Linked DNA regions of Mus musculus: regions 1 and 2 are each linked to region 3. Evidence: chromatin contacts called from public HiChIP or PLAC-seq and Micro-C data. All regions are on one chromosome and are shown on one strand. The core of a region is the stretch at or near the end of the contact, and the rest is flanking DNA. Distances in the headings are between cores, read along the strand shown. Region 1 holds the start of Znrf4 (zinc and ring finger 4). Region 2 overlaps Ptprs (protein tyrosine phosphatase, receptor type, S). Region 3 holds the start of Sema6b (sema domain, transmembrane domain (TM), and cytoplasmic domain, (semaphorin) 6B).

Evidence for each region. Hi-C and Micro-C count contacts between places; a contact is called where the count stands out from the background. HiChIP or PLAC-seq counts read pairs in DNA pulled down with a chosen protein or histone mark.
Region 1: an H3K4me3 HiChIP or PLAC-seq map of bone marrow-derived macrophages shows a contact between it and region 3, with 5 times the contacts expected there. The contact joins the promoter of Znrf4 here to the promoter of Sema6b in region 3. A contact is called at or near these places in 3 of 39 promoter capture datasets (the C10 cell line, embryonic stem cells and pre-B cells), 1 of 15 datasets of contacts at CTCF or cohesin (the NIH/3T3 cell line), 4 of 484 Hi-C or Micro-C datasets (embryonic stem cells and regulatory T cells), 5 of 115 datasets of contacts at active chromatin or transcription factors (bone marrow-derived macrophages, embryonic stem cells, large pre-B cells and 1 more) and 1 of 9 other capture datasets (liver).
Region 2: a contact with region 3 is called in a Micro-C map of embryonic stem cells, with 2.4 times the contacts expected there. The contact joins the enhancer-like site here to the promoter of Sema6b in region 3. A contact is called at or near these places in 1 of 39 promoter capture datasets (embryonic stem cells), 1 of 484 Hi-C or Micro-C datasets (embryonic stem cells), 1 of 115 datasets of contacts at active chromatin or transcription factors (pancreatic cancer cells) and 1 of 9 other capture datasets (adipose tissue).

What each region holds. Positions count from the first base shown.
Region 1 is chr17:56,510,411-56,515,254 of GRCm38.p6, reverse strand. It overlaps Znrf4 (zinc and ring finger 4), which reads left to right and starts at 2,772. Exons shown (of 1, transcript NM_011483.2): 1 at 2,772-4,007. The coding sequence starts at 2,950. The coding sequence ends at 3,933.
Region 2 is chr17:56,421,977-56,426,618 of GRCm38.p6, reverse strand. Ptprs (protein tyrosine phosphatase, receptor type, S) reads left to right here. Exons shown (of 33, transcript NM_011218.2): 13 at 115-232; 14 at 693-1,292; 15 at 1,642-1,739; 16 at 2,341-2,594; 17 at 3,032-3,125; 18 at 3,221-3,436; 19 at 4,333-4,490. Among named protein-coding and RNA genes, the nearest start is that of Mir6977, 5.4 kb to the right of the region's middle. Within about 2 kb of position 1,423, at least 220 of the 459 cell types and tissues checked have an H3K27ac peak or open chromatin away from gene starts, as enhancers often do. A contact at or near this core is called in embryonic stem cells, where this site is marked.
Region 3 is chr17:56,138,391-56,142,764 of GRCm38.p6, reverse strand. It overlaps Sema6b (sema domain, transmembrane domain (TM), and cytoplasmic domain, (semaphorin) 6B), which reads left to right and starts at 2,422. Exons shown (of 17, transcript NM_001130456.1): 1 at 2,422-2,551.

The DNA.
Region 1 (4,844 bases), core at 1,523-4,022, 370 kb before region 3:
ACACACAGTGTATAGATTCGATGTCTCTCCCCTCTCCTGCTTCCCGTTTCTCTCAGTCCTTTGTTCTCCGATCCTTTCCTCCTGGACATCTGTCAGGGTCAAGATCCATTGGAAGCTGCACCCTCCTCTCTGTGGTCCCTCGATGGCCTCTGTGGCACCTAGTTCCTGGTGTTCACTCCCCGTGCGCAGTCCCCTCCCTGTGAGTGTGAACTGGAGTGTGAATGCTTCTGACCAATAGAATAGGGTAGAAGTGATGTCACTTCGGGGACTATGTTACCCCACCTTGCTGACTCCCGGATATTTTTCTCTATGATTGCCACGTTCTCTGCCCTCCGCATTCCATTCTGTGTCTGTCTGTTCCCACCCTCTCCCACCTCCACAGTTTTTGTTTTTTCTAAAATTTCTGGATTTAAAATGTTTTGTTGTGAAATAATTCTAAACTTAGAGGAACTAACACTCAGGTTGTGGGTACCCCTTCCCCTCACCACACGGACCCCAGCTGGACAGCCAGATAGCCAAGCAGCTGTGTTCCCACTTCACCAGGAAGTTACCTGATTTTTCTTTCACAGGGTCTTCATCTGCAGTCCAGACTGGTCTAGAACTCAGAGCAATCCTCCTGCCTCCACTCTCCCAGTGCTGGAATGCAAGAGATTCACTGCCCTTTTGGTACTGGTGGGCTGAATATCCCAGGACCTTTCTACATCTTCACACTTCCTGAGTGTCTCAATTGAGGCTCTAACAATTTGTCTTCACCCAGGACTCAGTCCCTCTGCAGATTTCTGCCTCCATTTCTCATCATCTCCATGTTCTTCCTCTCTGGGGACCTGTTTCTGTTGCCTCTTGGTAACTGTTGTGGCTACTGGTCCTCTGGGCCTACATGTCTGCAAACTGTAGGTGCCTAATAACATGTGAGGTTGAAGCCCCCTGGTGATGAGCAATGGGGGTGGGGGTGGGGGTGGGGGAGGATCAGGTAGCCTGACTATGTTCCCAGGAGCAATTTGTTTTATCTGAAGTCTGTGAGCGCCCACATGTCCTGGCACACAGCAAGTGCTGGGACCTGGGTTTGAATCCCCAGAACCCAAACCCAGATCTGAGGTCCCTGGCCTTTAGGGCAGCCCAGCCAATCAGCAAAGCCCTGTCTCAGAAAGGGAGGTTGGGGGAGGCCAGAGGCTCCAGGATCAGTCTCAGCTTCCATAGGTCTGCAGGAGTGTGAGGCAAGAGGATGCTTTGGGTTCATGGTCACCTGGGTTACAGCATCCAGAGAGATGGCAAGGACAGAGTGACTGACAGGGGTCATGGAGCAGGCCTTGGGCCTGATATGCATTTGGTGCTCCATATGTCCTCCTGTGGTGGAGCCTGAGTCATCCCAAACCTTTGTGATGTGTGAGCCAGAGAAAACCCGGCACTAGGGAGGCAGAGGCAGGAGGATCTCCATGAATTCCAGGCCAGCCTGGGCTACATGATGAGCACTTGTCTCAAGAAAACAGAGAGCCGGGTGTGGTGGCACACGCCTTTAATCCCAGCACTCAGGAGGCAGAGGCAGGCAGATTTCTGAGTTTGAGGCCAGCTTGGTCTACAAAGTGAGTTCAAAGACAGCCAGGGCTACACAGAGAAACCCTGTCTCGAAAAACCAAAAAACCAAAAAACCAAAAAAAAAAAAAAAAGAAAGAAAGAAAGAAAGAAAGGAGGAAAGAAAGAAAGAAAGAAAGAAAGAAGGAAAGAGAGAGAGAGAGAGAGAGAGAGAGAGAGAGAGAGAGAGAAAGGAAGAAAGAAAGAAAACAGAGAACAATAACCCAGCAAAACCAGGACCTTCCCTCTAACCAGACCATGTCAGGTCTTTAGTCATAGTCTGGGGACTGACCTGGGAATCCGAAGGACAGTGATGCTGGAAAAGAACTGAGTCCCACTTCCTTTGCACCCAAGCAGAGACAGCGCATGTCCCTGCCTCTGAACTTCAGTCACAGCTGATTATGGCGGGAGCACTAGTCACACCAAACAATACGAGAGCCCTGATTGGCCACAAGGAATTGGGGAGCAAGGTTCAGAGGGGGCAAGGCCTTTCTGAGGGTGGCACAGTAGAGATACAGAGATGGCACTGAGCAAGATGCCAGGCATCTAGTTCAAGGAAGGCAAAGAATCCTTGTAGTTGTTTCCTTGATCTCCTCACTAGCATAATAGTCCTCAATTGTTACTGCATCCACAGTTCAGAGCTACAAAATGACACTGCACATGATGAGGACCTGTCCAGACAGGAGAGAATGGATCCAGGTATCTCCATGGTATCAGGTTGGGGAGGGGAAGGGAGTTCCTCAGTCTGTGTGAGTTTTGGGAGGGTGGATCCCCTTACCAAAATACAAGTTCCTATCTCTTCTTGAGTTTTATTTGTCCTCTGGGGTAGGCATACTGAGATGAGCCCAGCCAATCGGAGCCCCGAGTCCGTATGGCCACGCCACAAGCCCACAGCTGACGGGAGCAACAGCATTCTGCTTCCCTGGGGTGGTGAGAGGCTGCTCTGTCAACGGGAATCCTATGCCTGAAGTCTACTGTTGTGCTCAGATGCCAAGTTAGACTCAGTTTCCCTGTTCATGAACTGACATCAAATGAGGCGAATGACCTGGGCTCCTCTGGGAATGACCTAAGTCAGGGATCAAGTAATGCTCCACCAGCCACCAGTCTGCAACAGCCAAAGGGATTTATGACAATGACGTCATAAAGGTCGGAAGCGTCCAGAACCCCGAGGTGTCATCCTCAGAACTTGTCTCCTGGACATCATGTGGGCTGAACTGTCGCCGGGAGCCTCTTCCGCTTGAGGCCCCCGAGTTCGGCCACAGTAGGCGCCGCTCCCACCCGGCCACGGGATCCCCGCGTGGCTCCGGAGATGCCCGAGGGGCTTCAGTACCGTCCCACCAGGGACTCATCGGAGCTCGGGAGCCGGAGGTAGGGACTGCCATGGCGCGGTTTGCGTGGACCCGGGTAGCCCCAGTGGCCCTGGTGACTTTCTGGCTGGTCCTGTCCCTGTCGCCCACGGACGCTCAGGTTAACTTGAGCTCTGTGGACTTCTTGGACCTCCCGGCGCTGCTTGGGGTTCCTGTGGACCCCAAGAGGGCACGCGGATACCTGCTGGTGGCCCGGCCGGCCGACGCCTGCCACGCCATCGAGGGCCCCTGGCCCGACAACCACTCACTGGACCCACTAGTGCTGGTCCGGCCCCTGGGCTGCTCCTGGGAGCAAACAGGGCGGCGAGCACAGAGAGCTGGAGCCACAGCAGCCTCAGTGGGCCCTGAGGCCCCAGGGCAGCTGCGCGAGTTTGAGGACTTGGAGGTGACCGTACGCTGCGACCAGCCAGCCCGCGTGCTGCTGCCTCACGCGGAACCCTGCCCCGACCCCGAGTGTCACCCTGTAGTGGTTGCATCCTGGGCGCTCGCCCGAGCCCTGGCCCTGGCCGCATCTACGCTGTTCGTGCTGCGGCAGCTGTGGCCGTGGGTCCGGGGCTTGGGTAGCCGGGGCACCGCGGTGAAGACGCAGACATGCCAGAAGGCACAGGTGCGCACGTTCACGCGCCTCAGCGACCTGTGCGCCATCTGCCTGGACGACTACGAGGAGGGGGAACGGCTCAAGATCCTGCCTTGCGCACATGCGTACCACTGTCGCTGCATCGACCCCTGGTTCTCGCGCGCCGCGCAGCGTTCATGCCCCCTGTGCAAACAGTCAGTGGCCAGCACTCACGACGGTTCCACGGACGGCAGCGTAGGCGGCGAGGAACCACCCCTCCCCGGACACCGCCCGCCCATCTGGGCCATCCAGGCCCGGCTGCGCTCCCGCAGGCTCGAGCTGCTAGCCCGGACAGTCCCCTGCCGTCGCTGCAGCAGCACCACGTCTCTGGGGGTGGCGGAGAACGTGGCGCAGTCAGAAGCGACTTCCGAGCTCTCCTGACCCCAACTGACGCGGGAAGGGCGGAAACCAGGCAGGGGAGGTTGGGGGTGCCCAATAAAGCGTGTTTGAATCTGGATAGTTTCCCGCTTTCCTGCACTGCGTTGAAGGAACCAGTGGAGCTGGACACGGCCTCTGTGTAGCCATGCCAAACCTCGCCCACGAAGCAGACCCCGCCTGCCCACCACAACACAATCACGCCATCTTCTCCCGACCCCAGCATAGCCTTGCCCAGTCCAAACCTCGCCTCAGCATAGCCCTGCCCCCCTCCCCCAGCATGGCCACGCTGGGGGCCAGCATAACTACGCCCCGCGCCGTCCAGTGTTTGTCCAGTCTCGTTTTCAACTCCCACACTCCCGCACCCGTCCTGCCCCAGGGGCTTGCGACTCAGGCCAGACGGTCCACACTGTCTCGCGCCTCTGAGCCTTAGTTTTCCCATCTGTTAAACGGGCTCGGCAGCGATACCTGCCCCACTAGTCTAAGGATGACTCTGATTTTCAGTATGTGCAAAGACCTCGGTGAGCGTTCAGCATTTGTTGACTAAGTGACTAACTGCCCAGTTGTCAGGAGTGATGAAGAAGCCCCTACGGTGGACAAGGCCACTGTCCTTGGAGGCTGGGGATGTGCAGTGGCCTCTACATACAGCAGGCGCTTGATAAGTGCACACGGGGTTCCCTTTTTTGTAAGTGGGGGTTTCTGTTTTTTGTCGCAGCCTCTCTGCCCTGCACCAGGGCCCGGGCTTGTGTCCAGACGCCTCCGGCTGCCACCGGCTTCCAAGAGTCTCAGCTGCCGGGGCGCCCGTGCCAGTTCCGCACCCCGGTTCCTGCGGGGGCCTTTCAGGCGGCGCTATCAGTGTTCGCCCGCGGAGGAGCAAAGGGGGAAACTGAGGCTCTGCAGAGCGCTCTGGCCATGGT
Region 2 (4,642 bases), core at 174-2,673, 280 kb before region 3:
GCTCACCAGCATGTTGCCTGTGGACTGGAGGCATCATCTCTTGTGACTTTCTTAGGGGAGAAGGTGAGCAGGGCTGGCACCATTGCTGACCGTGCCCACCCATCCCACCCACAGGAAATGGTGATAACGAACCTCCAGCCTGAGACTGCTTACTCTATCACAGTAGCCGCGTATACCATGAAAGGCGATGGCGCTCGCAGCAAACCGAAGGTGGTGGTGACCAAGGGAGCAGGTAGATACCTATCCACTGCACAGCCTCTGGCTCCACAAGGCCAAGAGCATTTCCCATGATTCTCAAGCCAGAGTGGTTTTAAGACGCACCAGCCAGGTGGACCCAAAACAGGAAAGACATGGGCCCTTTTCAGAGGTTCCAGAGGCCAGGCACTGCTGGCCCTGATATCCATCTCTGCCCAAGTCACTCCCTCTCACCAGACACTATACTCATTTGGCTGTCTCCTCTCAGCTGCAAAGTGGGAGTCAAGCTTAAAGGTAGCCCAAAATAGGTCCATGTGCCTCACAGGGAATCCAAGTCTTTGCTTAAAGGAAGTCCTTCCTAAAATGTACCTTTAAAAACTAGACCTTAAGGACTGGGAGTGTGGTCAAGGGTGGGTCCCTGCGCAGAAATCCCTCAGTGAGGGGCTGCCTTTGGGGTTTGGAGAAACGTGGCAGGGCAGCTGTTTCTCCCTCCACAGTGCTGGGCCGCCCCACCCTGTCGGTGCAGCAGACCCCCGAGGGCAGCCTGCTGGCGCGCTGGGAGCCCCCCGCGGACGCGGCCGAGGACCCGGTGCTTGGCTACCGCCTGCAGTTTGGGCGCGAAGACGCGGCCCCGGCCACGTTGGAGCTGGCTGCGTGGGAGCGGCGGTTCGCGGCGCCTGCACACAAGGGCGCCACCTATGTGTTCCGGCTGGCAGCGCGGGGCCGCGCGGGGTTGGGCGAGGAGGCCGCGGCAGCGCTGAGCATCCCCGAGGACGCTCCGCGCGGCTTCCCGCAGATCTTGGGCGCCGCGGGCAACGTGTCCGCGGGCTCCGTGCTACTGCGCTGGCTGCCACCCGTGCCCGCCGAGCGCAACGGCGCCATCATCAAGTACACGGTGTCCGTGCGGGAGGCCGGCGCCCCTGGGCCCGCGACCGAGACGGAGCTGGCGGCGGCCGCCCAGCCGGGGGCCGAGACAGCGCTCACGCTGCGAGGGCTGCGGCCGGAGACGGCCTACGAGTTACGCGTGCGCGCACACACGCGTCGCGGCCCGGGCCCCTTCTCACCCCCGCTGCGCTACAGGCTCGCGCGGGACCCAGGTAGGCGCCGCCCCGGGCCCCGGCCCGCCCCTCCCCACAGGTAAGTCTCGGCCTCCAGACTCAGCCCAGGCGCCCGAGGCTCCAGTCGGTCGGTCGGCAGGCACAGGTGGGATGCGGCTTGGAGGCCACGCCCATTGCTACGCCCCTCCCGCTTTTCTCCGCAGCCGCGCCGTCTCTGCAGCAGCAGCAGCAGGCACTGGGGACAGGGCAGGCAGGGCCGGGCCAGGCAGGAAGGCCGAGGGCACAGCGGACCACAGGGACAACAGGGGCCGCCCCACGCGCCCCTTAGCCAGCGCCCGGTTCTTACTGGGCCATCTTTCTCTCTCTCCCTGCTTGCCGCCGCCCTCAGTCTCCCCAAAGAACTTCAAGGTGAAGATGATCATGAAGACTTCAGTGCTGCTGAGCTGGGAGTTCCCCGACAACTATAACTCACCCACACCCTACAAGGTACTACAACAGTGGAGGAAGGGGCGGGGCGGGAGGTAAAATCTGGGAGCCTGAGGGAGATTGGGCACAGTCAAGGCCACCCCAGATCAGGATTCGATGATACTTAGATTTCACAGTTTAGTCTGAGATTGAGGCGCAGTCTACGATTAATCACAGCTGGATCAGGGTCTGTCAGGGTTGCTACTGAACCTGGGATCAAGGCTCAGTCAAGTTGAAGCCTAGTCAGGACTGGCACTCAGAGCTGGGGTTCTGGCCAAAGCCAGGATTTAGTATGTTGTTCAGTCTTGGTCAGAAGCTAGAGTTAAGGGACCTCCTCGAACAGTCAGTTGTTCCTGAGCCTAACTCCAGGGCTTTGCCATGTTTGAAGGTCAATCAGGGATCAAGGCTTAGTTGGACCTGAAGGTTATTTTTGGACTGGAGCTCAGTCAGCTCTGTACTGAATTAGAACTCAGGAGCTAAGTTTGGGTTTAGGTTCAGTCAGATGGTTCATCCAGAAGTGAGGCTCAGTCAGGATTGGTCCAGGACAGGCAGCCTGAGGTTGCAGCTCTGCTGGGGTTGCTAGGCCCCGGCCCATTTCTTGCTGAGCCAGCTCTGCCTACAGATTCAGTACAATGGGCTCACCCTGGATGTGGACGGCCGCACGACCAAGAAGCTGATCACACACCTCAAGCCACACACCTTCTATAATTTCGTGCTCACCAACCGTGGCAGCAGCCTGGGGGGCCTGCAGCAGACGGTCACTGCCAGGACCGCCTTTAACATGCTCAGTGGCAAGCCTAGCGTCGCCCCGAAGCCCGACAATGACGGTTTCATCGTGGTCTACCTGCCTGATGGCCAGAGTCCTGTGACCGTGCAGTATGCTAACCCCCCTCCCCCCATACCTGTCCCTGTAGCTGTCAACCCACTATGTGACTGCATCGAGCCACACATCCCTTCTGTGACCCCATTTGCACACTTACTGAGATAAGGGTCACGTGAACCTGCCTCATGCGACTGTCCCCATAAAGCCTGACCCTTCACTGGGCGACCTTTAGCCCCCGAAAAGATTCTGGTCTGTGCTTCAGGCTAGCGGGGAGGCCTAGCTAGGAGTCTGCAGTGAGGACCTCAAGGGGCTTCCTGGGAGGCGGGGAAAGGGCGTAAGATCACGTGGGCTTTGAGGGATGCACAGGACACTGAGATCTGGCACGCCATGAAGTAGGCAGAAGGCAGATAGCTAAGAACTGGGACGTAGAGGCGTGTTACTGCAAGGGGTTGGGATTGGGACACGGGTGTCACTGAAACTCTACCCACAGGAACTACTTCATTGTGATGGTCCCACTTCGGAAGTCTCGAGGTGGCCAGTTCCCTGTCCTACTAGGTAGTCCAGAGGACATGGATCTGGAGGAGGTAAGGCCACCCCGTCTCCATGGGGCCTGCACACAGCCAGGCTGTGACGCCCGTCTCCCCTAGGAGCGCTGAGGCCTGTGACACTCTTTCTGCAGCTCATCCAGGACATCTCCCGGCTGCAGAGGCGCAGCCTGCGCCACTCCAGACAGCTGGAGGTGCCTCGGCCCTACATCGCCGCTCGATTCTCCATCCTGCCAGCTGTCTTCCATCCTGGGAACCAGAAGCAATATGGTGGCTTTGACAACAGGGGCTTGGAGCCAGGCCACCGCTATGTCCTCTTTGTGCTTGCTGTGTTGCAGAAGAATGAGCCTGTAAGTCCTCGGCAGCGTCTGCCTACATCCTAGCTTCCACCTACATCCTAGCTTCCACCTACATCCTAGCGTCCGCCTACATCCTAGCTTCCACCTACATCCTAGCGTCCGCCTACATCCTAGCTTCCGCCTACATCCTAGCTTCCGCCTACATCCTAGCTTCCGCCTACATCCTAGCTTCCGCCTACATCCTAGCTTCCGCCTACATCCTAGCTTCCGCCTACATCCTAGCTTCCGCCTACATCCTAGCTTCCGCCTACATCCTAGCTTCCGCCTACATCCTAGCGTCCGCCTACATCCTAGCTTCCGCCTACATCCTAGCTTCCGCCTACATCCTAGCTTCCGCCTACATCCTAGCTTCCGCCTACATCCTAGCTTCCGCCTACATCCTAGCTTCCGCCTACATCCTAGCGTCCGCCTACATCCTAGCTTCCGCCTACATCCTAGCTTCCGCCTACATCCTAGCTTCCACCTACATCCTAGCTTCCCCACCAGCCTGGAGACAGGATAGAAATGGAGGTACAGAGGTCACCTGGTGGCTTGCTCTATGGATATGTGGACCTCTCTGTGAGGTTGACCCAAATCGATCCCCAAAGCCAAGCATAGACGTTGTGAGCTCACAGAAGGCTAGGCCTGGACAAAGAGACTGACTGGACACGGGGTTGGGGTGAGGGTCCCTAGGGTTCATCCTTTAGAGGAAAACACCACCTTAGCTGGGGCTGAGAAGGATCAGCAGGAGCTCAACAGAAAAGGTTTCCCATCCCCCATGTGCCCCAGGAGAGAAGCCTGGGAGCGGCCCCGGCAGCGGGCATAGACAGCTAGAGGGCGTTAGGCCAGTTGGGGGTCCGGATGTGGCCAGCACTGATGACAGCCCCTCCGCTGCCTCTGTCCTGCAGACATTTGCAGCCAGTCCCTTCTCAGACCCCTTCCAGCTGGACAACCCGGACCCTCAGCCCATTGTGGACGGCGAGGAGGGCCTCATCTGGGTGATTGGGCCTGTGCTGGCCGTGGTCTTCATCATCTGCATCGTGATTGCCATCCTGCTGTACAAGAAGTGAGTGAGCCCAAGGGCGGGAGGAGGACACTGAGCTAGGGGACTGTGCTTGACCATAAGGGTGTAGCTGCTTAAGTGAGGGACCGTCACACCTGTGCCAGAGAAAACTGAAGTGACCTCCTTGGAACGGGGTCCAGGCATAGAGGGAAAGC
Region 3 (4,374 bases), core at 1,173-3,672:
CCTCGAGTTGTGGACATGCGCCTTCTTCAGCATCACACCCCTGCCACTCTCCCAACATTGAGAAAACCCCCAGGAGGGGCCTGGGGTTTAAGGGAGGGACCCTGAGAGGACTCCCCCACCCCAGGGGTCAAAGGACAGGGAAGAGAAAGGGTCAGAGCACGCAGCATCCCTCCCCCATCCCAGGCAGCAGTAAGCTCCGGAGACCAGCTGGGTGGACTGAGCAGTGCATCTGTCGCCCGAGCAGCTGCAGCCCCCCCCCCCCCCCCGGGGGGGACGGCGAGGGGACTGGGGGACGCGCAAACTCGCGTCTGCGCCTCTCAGCTGCCACCTCGGGCTGGGGGACACCCCAATCCACCCGACCCTGAGCCCCTCCCCAGTGGCCATCGCCCCCCCACGTGCCTCTTGTGGGGAAGGGGCTTCAGGAGCGTCTGACGTCACGGGAGGCCTCAGCCAATCACAGCTACCCTTTGAGCAGCCCCGGGGGATTCCCTGGTCACATCCTGGACCCGGAGTGATACTGAGTACAGTGGAGTATAGATGACCCTCCCACCATCTCAAGCTTGGACTCTATGAGCGCCTGGCATAGAGAGGGAAACTGAGGCAGGGAACTGCCGGGATAGGGACCCAGGTGGCCCGTTGCAAGTTGGTTGCCCGGCTCCAAGTGGGCCCAGAGAGGGTCAGAGAGCTGCCTGGCGTCACACAGCAAGCAGGGCAGAGAAGCCTCAGATTCGCAGGAGCAAGAGGCAGCCAGAGCGAGTCTTCTTCGCTGTGCCCGGACCCAGCCTCCCCCGTCCAGAGTCTTTGAGGCCGACTGTCCCTCCTGCGGTCTCCCTAGACCCCCTCGCACCCCTGGGCCGCAAACCGGCCGTGCACAAGGTGTCGGTAGCCTCGGGCGTCCCCAAAATCCGTACTGGAATCTCTACCGCCTGGAGCAGGGCGAGAACGCAGCGCTGGCGGAAGCAAGGGAAACTGAGGCCCAGGGGGCGGGATCTTCCTGGAGCCTCACAGCTGAGGAAAGGGGTGCTGGGGCTAACTCTGGAGGACTCAGACAAGGTCCTGTCTTCTTGACTCTCCATGGCTATCAGGTCAGCTCCTAGACCGGCTGGAGCCGGCTGGGGGAGGGCGACTTGACCTCCAGGCCGGTCTGTGAAAGAGGCGTCATTCATGACCATGGGGCCTTTGTTCAGACAGGTCTCCCTGGGGACAGGCCATCCCTGCACCCCCACTCTGCCTTGCACTCCCTGCCAAATCCACCCGTGAGCCTTCAGGGGCCCGGTGTCCCCCCTCCCCCTCTGCCACCCCCAGCAGCCACTGAGCCCTCTGCACCTTGACTTTTGCAGCCACTGGTCACCTTGGCAGCCACCCTCCCATTCCCCCCGACGCCCCCCTGGGCCGAAAAACATTGTTAGAGCTGCGCTCAATAAATGTTTGCCGGACAAATTGGTTCATAGGCCAAGCAGAGTAGGCTGAGAACTGGCTTCATCTTCTGCCTCAGTTTCTCCACAGAAGCTGTGTCTGGCTGATATGCGGCAAAGCTGATGGGCCACAGTGAGGTCTCAGCCTGTCGCCACAGTGGTGACACCAAGGAGTCTGCTCCAGCCCCTCAGGGTGTGCACAGGTCAGAGTTAAAATCCTGACACCCACAGATTTGGCTGTCCCGGGCAGCTCACAGTCCCAACCTTTGGTTGAGTGTCCTCAGCTGGATGGGCTTCAGGGCGACCCTGTGAGCAGGATTCAACTCCACACACAATTACAAAAGCAGTTGTGTGGTGCTTACTGTATACTGGAGGTGCCATCAGTATACTTACTGTATTCTGAGGCAATGCCTAGCCCAATCGGAAAGAGGTTTTCATTCAGCGTCATGGCTGGGATGAGGAGGGGCTTTGGACAGAGGGAAACTGAGGCATGGAAAGAGATATCTTGCTGTCCCAATGTCCCTCAGAAAGTGAGTGTTGGCGGCGTGCTGGGGCAGGCCTTTAGCCTAGACTCCCCAGGAGAGTCTGTCTTAGTCAATCAATCATTATAAATAAAAAATGAGACCTTGGTGGTTTGACTCAATGATGTCATGAGCCACCAGGACCGTGGGACCACGTCCATGAGGTTCCTGTGTGTGGGTGACTGGTCAGATGAATTGGGAATTCACTAGAATATACCAGAAAACATCTATGGAGTGCCTACGGTATACTGGAGATGCCCAGAGTCAGAACAGCGCCCAGCTCAGTGCGGGAGTCGGTGGTCTTCAGAACCACCCCAGTAGAGAGAAGTGGGAGGCAGAGAAAGGGAAACTGAGGCCAAGGATGGTGGAGGCGCCCCCTCCCGTCCGTGCTCCGCTCCTTGGTGGTCTGCTCCGGGTTTTGCGAAGCTCCGAGCTCGGGCGCTGGGGGCGGAGGTGGCGGAGCTGCGAGTCGCAGCGGCGGCGGCAGAGATGCGGCCCCGGCCGGGACACCGCGCTGCGCCCCCGCGGGAGCCGCCCGCGCGTGGGAGCCCGGGCTGAGACGCTGCGGGGCCGGGGCCGGGGCCGAGCCGAGCAGGTGCTCGGCCTGCGCTGGAGGTGAGTGCAGGGACGGACGCGGGGACGCACCTTGGACAGATGCACGGGGGACAGATGCGGCGACGGACGCAGGGACGGACGCAGGGACAGACGCAGGGACAGATGCAGGGACAGATGCAGTGGGCATGCACGCACCAGGCGCGCACAGGGCGCGGGCGCCTCGTGCAGCGGCACTGGCTTGGGGGGCCCCCCGCGTGCGGTCGCAGCTCCAGCGCCCTGGGCGGGGCTAACGGGCTGCGCAGCGGGCGGGGATTGCAGCCAAGGCCCCGGCTCATCGCGCCGGGGCACTGACAGTGGCTTCGAATTATTGGGGTGACGGCCTACTGATGGGGGCGGGGGAGGGGGCGGGACACATAGCCGCGACCTTTCGTGGGTCCCCACGCGGCCCTGTGCACCAGCTGTCCCCAAGCTCTTGGGTACCGGCTGGTCTTCGCCGGCCGCGCAACTGACATGGGGGGGGGGCAGTCCGCGGCCAACGCCCCCGCTGCAGCACAGCCCTAAGCTGGGCTGCCAGCCCCCCCCCCCAAAGCCTGACAATGGGACAAAGGAGCGTCTCTGGCAGCCGCGCGGGGTGGGTGCCACCGTGGCCCCCCTGGCCGACCGCGGTGCTGATTGGTCCCTGGAGCGGGGGTCACGTGCCCCATTCTGCTCTCCACTGCCGACTTTGGGGCGCCTCCCCAGGGCTGCTGCCAGGCCGAACCCCCCACCTTGGCCTCAGATGGTGAATTCTAGGCCTACAACAGCCCTGAGGTCGGGAGGGACTCCTGGGTCCCAGGTCCTCTCTGCCTGGTCTCTGTCACTGAACCCCCAACCCCCGCCGCCTAAGGTCGGTGTCACTCTCATCTGAGGTTCCCAGGTCTCTGTCACCTGCCTGAGGTCTGTGTTGCTCCCCATCTGAGGTCTGTGTTGCTCTCCAGGTCTCCGGGACCCTGGCAGGTCTGTGTCACACTGCCTGACGTCTGTGTCACCCCCAACTTCTTATTTTTTACCTGCTCGATGCCCCAATCCCAAACTGAATGTGATGGAGTTGGGAACCCCAATATTGCAGGCCAACAAGCTTTGGGTGGAGGAGGGTGGCCCTGGGGACAGAATGGCTGGAGGGACTTGCCAGAGCGCCTCTGCCTGGTTACAACGTGCCTTTCTTTCTCTGTATCTTGGACTCGGGTTTTCTGGCTGATTTTCAGGGTGCACGATTGCCTGCGGGCTATTTACAGAGGTTAGAAGTGGGAGAGGTTTGAGGTTCAAGGCCTGGACCTAGACATGGCCTAATGTTGTCTGGCCTGGCCTTCTGGCTGGGTGGCCACTGCTCTCCACTTGGTAGACGGCAGTCTGGGGGTGTCTTGCATCTTGTATTTGTGTCCATCAGCAATGGTACGGTGGCTGGAGGAGGTGGGGAAACTGAGGCACTGAGCGCCAATTGGGGCTTTCCTGTATTGTGAGGCCCTGAGTTCCACAGCAAGAGAGGGAGCTCTGCTCTTTCCATGAACTGAAATGCGAGTCCCTGTGCCTTCTGAGGGTGGCTCTGGGTGTCTCAGGCACTGGCAGAAAGTGAATTGGAACTTTTAGCTCCTCTGTGTGTTCTGGGGCAGGTGGTCAGTCTCTGTGCAGCCTCCTCAGGACAGGGTCTGCCTGCTCCTCACTCCGATGCGTGTGTCCCAGGGCCTCCTGCTCCTCCATCCTCCGGGACTTTCAGACCTGTCCATCTGTCGGTCTGTCTGTCTGTCCATTGGCAGAGGGCAGGCAGGCGGCTGCCCTTGGAGGAGGTGACGTCAGCCTGCGGCCAGGTGAGTGGGACAGAAAGGTGACTGGCGTCTCCTGGGAAG